2 separate regions of the Mus musculus genome follow, and region 2 is linked to region 1. A link is a contact called in public Hi-C data. All regions are on one chromosome and are shown on one strand. The core of a region is the stretch at or near the end of the contact, and the rest is flanking DNA. Distances in the headings are between cores, read along the strand shown.

Region 1 (3,085 bases), core at 153-2,652:
CCAGGGAGTAGGACACTTGATACAAAGCATAACCACTGGGGAATCCTGCAATTTACTTCAAAAGTTCTATTTTTCAGCACTCAAAAGGCAGACACAGAAGGATCTTTGAGAATTGGGAGCCAGCAAAAAAAAAAAAAAAAAAAAAAAAAAATTCTGACCAGTCAGCAAGAACTTTATAGTGAGATTCTGTCTCAGTTTGGGGTGCAAGAAGAAGAATTTTTGACCTTGATCCAGCTCTGAAATTTGGATCTGACTCACCTCCACACTTTCCATTTGTCAAGCAACATTTTCTTTCAAGTTCTCTTTTTTCCCATCAAAGATGGTGTTTATATAGCAATAATTTCCTGAGTCTAAGATATATCCCTCTAGCTCTGTCAGGGAACAGTAACAATAGCCACTAACACAATATTAATATGTAAAGCACAGAGAAGTCTTGCTTGGACCACCCATCCTCCAAAGCTTTTATGCATAGTCATTCACTTAAGCCTGCCAAAGCCCCTGTCTTAGTTTTACTGAAGACACATGACCAAGGCAACTCTTACAAAAACAACATTTAGTTGGGGCTGGCTTAAAAGTTCAGAGATTCAGTCCAGTATTAAGGTCGGAGCATGGCAACATCCTGGCAGGCATGGTGCAGGCAGAGCTGAGAGTTCTATGTCTTCATTTGAAGGCTGCTATGAGGAGGATGACTTCAGGCAGCTAGGCTGAGTGTCTTAAAACCCATGCCCGCAGTAACACACCTATTCCAAAAAAGGCCACACCTCCAAATAGTGACACTCCCTGGGCCAAGACTATTCAAACCATGAGAGCCCCCTTGGAAGAAATACTATTAACCTTTCCATTATTCAGTAAAATGAACCAGTACTACAGGGACCCCAATGTAGTTCTGCTGGACCCAAAGTCAGTATAACCACTTAAGTATCAGTCCATACATGTCTTGCTTCTAGTAGAAGTCCTGTGGGGACAGAATAACGGTGGATTGGCAAGAGAAACTGTGGTGATCCCAAATATTCAGTTTATTATCTACAGCATGGGCTCTATATCACAGAAGACACAGTTGTCTACAGTATCTAGAATCTTACTCCCCATGTTCCCTCAAGACCTTCCCCAAATGGGAAACTTTCTAGGTCACAGTATATATGACTGTCCTCATTCTCACATCATGACCCGACTTATCTGGGTGTGTTCTGGGTTGAGTCCATCCTTGGCACAAGACAAATGCATTGTTCCCTCATGCTTTCCAGTTTCTTCCTTCCTGCTTTGTAAGTTTGACCTTCAAACATTTTTCAGAATTTTTTCACAACTCAGTCTTTGTTTTTCTTTTTCTGTCACTTAAACCACATACATAGGCTCTTAATCATAAATGAAACATAATCCCCTTTTGAGTCACACTTTTCAACACCAAGCACGTGATCATTCTCGCAGGCATGTATTGTGGGAGAGTCCCTGCCTTGGAAGGCACCTCTCATCCTCTTGGACTATTTGAAAAATGAGTTGGTGACTTCATCTGTAAAGCAAAGCAAAGAGGGAAGTTCAGAGATAACAGCCACTTCCAACTTCCTTGGTGGTTAAGAGGCCTTTTCATGTTTTCTATTTCTAATGCCTCCTGCTATATCACCCTTTCTTTACCACCTACACACATGAGCTCAAATCCTTGTTATATATACAGGAGGGAGTTCTGATCCCCTGCCTCAAACTTCCGATGCCCTTTTAAAGGTCAGTGCATGCCGGTTCTCTAGCTCACAGCCCTCCCTTCACACCATCTCTTAATTTCCACCTTTGTTTCCATTTTCTGAAGTACACCATTATAAGAATGTTCATAAGGCAGATTTAATGAATATCAAGGGGGCCACACACAGGCATCCTGTTGAGTAAATACAGCATAAACTATTACTCCCCCTAAAGTTCCTTCTCCATCCCCAAGCACAGGAAATTTTATAGCCTTATTATACTTACTTACTATACCCAGCCTAATTCTACTTACCAAGAACTGTTTTGTTTTTTCTTTTCCTATAGACATTTTCTTCTATTTTTTTTCTCTAGTCCCAGAGACACACATAGAAGATTCCGTCCCCTTTTCGGGAAAACAGAAGTGAAATTTATTTACAAAACAAGCTAACGTAGTTTGTGAAAACCATTTTTTTTTTAATTTCTCCTCTTAGATCATGGTTTCAAATGTGCCTTTCAGGTTTAACCCAAGGCTCTTCCTAAATTTATTAGTCACTTCTATATCCTAACTGTAGATTTATCAGCACTGGGAATCAATCATAGGGACAGGAGCATGCTAGGAATATCTTCTGCCACAGAGACATATCCCCTGCCCAGGCCAGCCTGGAATTTGCTCTCTTTCTGCTTCACCCTCTCAAGGAGCTGGAATCCAGATTGTGCCATAGATCTGGCTATACTCACTTTTAGAAAGGCAGACACCTAGGAAAAAACACTTAAGTCCCCCTCCCATAGGTCTCTTTACTTCAACACCTGCTGGTAGAAGCAGAAAGTGGTAGGGGAAAAATGCATTATTTTCTATTGTCAAGAACAAACCCTAGAGGCTGAAGGGATCCCTATTATTGTCCAACTTCAGACAAAGCATAAGAGGTATGATTGAAGTGAGTTACAAGGTGCTGGCCCTCTGAGGATACATTTCCTTCGTATTCTCGACATTAGAGCAATGCTGAGCCAGGTGACTGTCCCAGTACTTAGGCTCTGTCCAAACACTTAACCGAACATGGATAACAGATAAGAAGGGAGCACAAATGTCCTGCCAGAAAAATTCAGGATAGATTGCACACATAACTTTGGCAACTGTTTGGAACATCTGCCACTAAGGTGAGTGACACTTGCAACCCACCCCCAACAGCTGTTGGCAGCAACCTTTCTGTGAAGCTTGTTGGGTAATTTTGTTTTGCTCTGCTCACTCCACCTGCAGTAGATTCTCCTTTTTTTAAAAAGCTGGTCATTTTGCTGGCGGAGTCTGGATCATCTATCACCATCCTCCAGAGTCAGCAGGTTTTAAGATCAACGGCAAGAGCTTATTGAGAATGAGGCCTTGAGAGACCATCTCAGGCTAACTCACCTTAACATGGGT
Region 2 (3,085 bases), core at 373-2,872, 190 kb before region 1:
CTCAAATAAGGTAGAAGGTAAGGAAGAAGACCCAATGTTGTCAACTGAAGTCAATACACTTGCTAGGGCACATTCAAATGCGAATGTGCATCCACACTCACATGTGCATTCACAGGCATGCACCTCCACACAAATGCACAAATGCACATTGATACACATGGAAAAGTTAAAAGAGATTCAAGGGTTGTAGGAGATGAACTTCAAAGCAGTCAGTGGCCCAATAAAGTTACAATGAGCTTTGAAAAAGTCTTAAAACATTATTGTTCCTGTCCCTTTTCCATGCTTAGATATGTTGACATACATGAATGCCATCGATCTTAGGTTGCATTTGCCTACAGTATTCAGCACAGGACTGTGCTGTATAAGTTTATAGATAAGTTTATAGCCTAGCAGCCACACTGTCAGTATATTACTTGGTGTAGTGTAGGTAGGCTATACTACCTAGCAGGCACTCTGTGATATCTGCACTGTGCAACTATCTAATGATGCTTTTCTTAGAGTGTATTCCTATCAAGGGACTTATTACTGTACCTATTTACATGTGAGTATTACATATATGAATATGTAAATGTACATTTGCAGGTTTTGATTAATTAAACTCAGAAAAGCACATTATAGTTAGATAAATGAGAGAAAGGGAGCGAGGAAGACAGTTTTCCATGTGTCTATGGTGACAGTTTTAGGAGGAGACTGAACTCACTCTTTAGTTCTTGTGATAGACTGAAAGCAATAAAAATATGTAAGTAAAAAAAAATCTTTAAAAAATTCAGAGAGGCTGCATCAAGAGGAAAGGGGCTATCATGTTTTTAATGGTAGCTTTGGAAGGTTATACAATGAAGTACAGAAAACACCATCTTGGTTTGTTTGAATAAATCTTGAGGTTATTTGACTCTTTAAGCCATATTCATGGATCACATTAGTGAAAATAGGAAGTAAATTTTAGGAGGAGTAGAGAGAACCTGACTTCTCCCTCGTGAGCACCCATCTCAAGGTGAATTAACCTGAGATGGCCTCCCATGACCCCATCCTCAGTGAGCTCTTAGCCATTGATCTGAACACCTGTCAATTCTGGAAGATGGTAATAGAGGAGCCAGACTCCTCCAGCAAAAATGACCACTTCAAACCTTAGTCCTGGAGCTGGCCCCAGGGGGAGAGCTAACATTTCAGATAAAGACCTAAAGGGCAAAGCACTGAGCCAGGCCAGTCAAGTCTGCTGAGCCAGTTGCCATTTTACATATTGAGAAAATACAATAAGCAAACAGTAAAAATAAATAAATAAAAAAGTAATTAATTGATTAATTAATTAATTGATTGATTAATTAATTAATTAATGAAGAGGAGAATCTACTTCAGGTGGGGAAGGCAGAGTAATAGAAATGAAGGATAAAGGATAAATTACTCAACAGGCCTCACAGAAAGGCTGATGCCTGCCAATGATTGGTGGGGGTGGGTTGCAAGTGTCAGCTTAGTGGCAGATGTTCAAAACCGTTGCCAAAGTTATGTGTGCAAATCTCTCCTGAGTTTTTCTGGCAGGACTTTTAGGCTCCCTTCTTATCTGTTATCAGTGTTTGGTAAGTGTTTGGACAGAGCTTAGCCCTAGGGCAGTCAGCTGGCTCAGCATTGCTCTAAAGTCGAGGAACACGAAGAAAATGTACACTCAGAGGGCCAGCACCTCTAATCATGCCTCTCACCCATTGTCTGAAGTCCTGAGGCCGTTAAGGTTTGCTCTAGACCATAGAAAATAATGCATTTTTCATCACCTCTGCTTCTACCAGCAGGTGTTGAAGTAAAGAGACCTATGGGAGGAGGACTTAAGTGTTTTTCCCTAGGTGTCTGCCTTTATAAAACTGAGTATAGCCAGATCTTATGGCTCAATCTGGATCCCAGCTCCTTGGGAGGGTGAAGCAGAAAGAGAGCAAATTCCAGGCTGGCCTGGGCAGGGGATATGTCTCAATAGCAGAAGATATTCCTAGCATGCTCCAGTCCCTATGATTGATTCCCAGTGCTGATAAATCAACAGTTAGGATATAGAAGTGACTAATAAATGTAGGAAGAGCCTTGGGTTAATCCAGAAATAGAAGCTTCAAACCACTATCTAGGGTGAAAGGGGTAATGGAGAAAGGATTTCTGTATATGCAGCAACAGCAAAGTGGTTTTCAAACCCATTCCATTTCTCTATTGAACATCCAACATGACTGAATCAATGGTTGAATTATAGAGTTTAAAGGAAAAAAGAAGCAGAAGAGAATGGCCAAGGGGAAGAACTGGATTTCTGTAAATAGCACTAGGCTGCCATATAATAAGGGTGTGAAATTTTCCATGTTTGGGACTGAAGAGGGAAATTTAGGGAGAGTAATAACTTATATTGTCCTCACTCAATGGAGATGGCTGGGTCTGTGCTCCCCTGATATTTCTTATATAGGCATTATAAACATTTTCATAATGGTGTATTTCAGAAAATGGAAACAAATATGGAAATATGGATGGTAGAAAGGGAGGGCTGTGAGCTAGAGAACTGGCATGAACTGACCTTTAAAAGGCCATCCGAAGTTTGAGGCAGGGTATTGGAACTCCCTCATGTACATGTAACAAGGATTTGCGTTCATGTGTGTAGACAGTAAAGAAATGGTGATAAGGCAGGAGACAGAAGATAAGAACATCAAAAGGAACCAGTTCTTAACCATCAAGGAATTTGGATAGGGCTATTTTCTCTTTTTTTTTTTTTCAAATTTTTATTAGATATTTTCTTCATTTACATTTCAAATGCTATCCCTATACCCCCTCCCCCGCCCTGCTCCCCTACCCACCCACTCCCACCATGGATTTCCCTCTTTGCTTTGCTTTACAGGTGACATCACCAAGTCATTTCTCAGACAGGGATAAGAGGTGCCCTGCAAAAGAAAGCATGAACTCTCCCACAATACATGCCTGCAAGAATTCTCAGACGCTTGATCTTGACAAGTGTGGCTCAAAAGAAGATTCTAAGTTCATTTATGGTTACGTGGTTTAAGTAAGAGGAAAATGATTGAGGTATAAATGAATTCTGAAAAGTGTTTGAAGGACAAACCTACAAAGCAGGAAGGGG

The links. A called contact is a pair of places that touch in the nucleus more often than the background predicts.
Region 2: a Hi-C map of the STO cell line shows a contact between it and region 1, with 14 times the contacts expected there. The contact joins two enhancer-like sites. A contact is called at or near these places in 2 of 39 promoter capture datasets (embryonic stem cells and liver), 15 of 484 Hi-C or Micro-C datasets (the AML12 cell line, CD4 T cells, the G1E-ER4 cell line and 9 more) and 3 of 9 other capture datasets (adipose tissue, liver and macrophages).

The regions. Positions count from the first base shown.
Region 1 is chr15:60,738,133-60,741,217 of GRCm38.p6, reverse strand. No RefSeq gene overlaps it. Among named protein-coding and RNA genes, the nearest start is that of Gm23835, 36 kb to the right of the region's middle. Within about 2 kb of position 1,402, at least 36 of the 459 cell types and tissues checked have an H3K27ac peak or open chromatin away from gene starts, as enhancers often do. A contact at or near this core is called in the STO cell line, where this site is marked.
Region 2 is chr15:60,924,363-60,927,447 of GRCm38.p6, reverse strand. No RefSeq gene overlaps it. Among named protein-coding and RNA genes, the nearest start is that of A1bg, 4.6 kb to the right of the region's middle. Within about 2 kb of position 1,622, at least 2 of the 459 cell types and tissues checked have an H3K27ac peak or open chromatin away from gene starts, as enhancers often do. A contact at or near this core is called in the STO cell line, where this site is marked.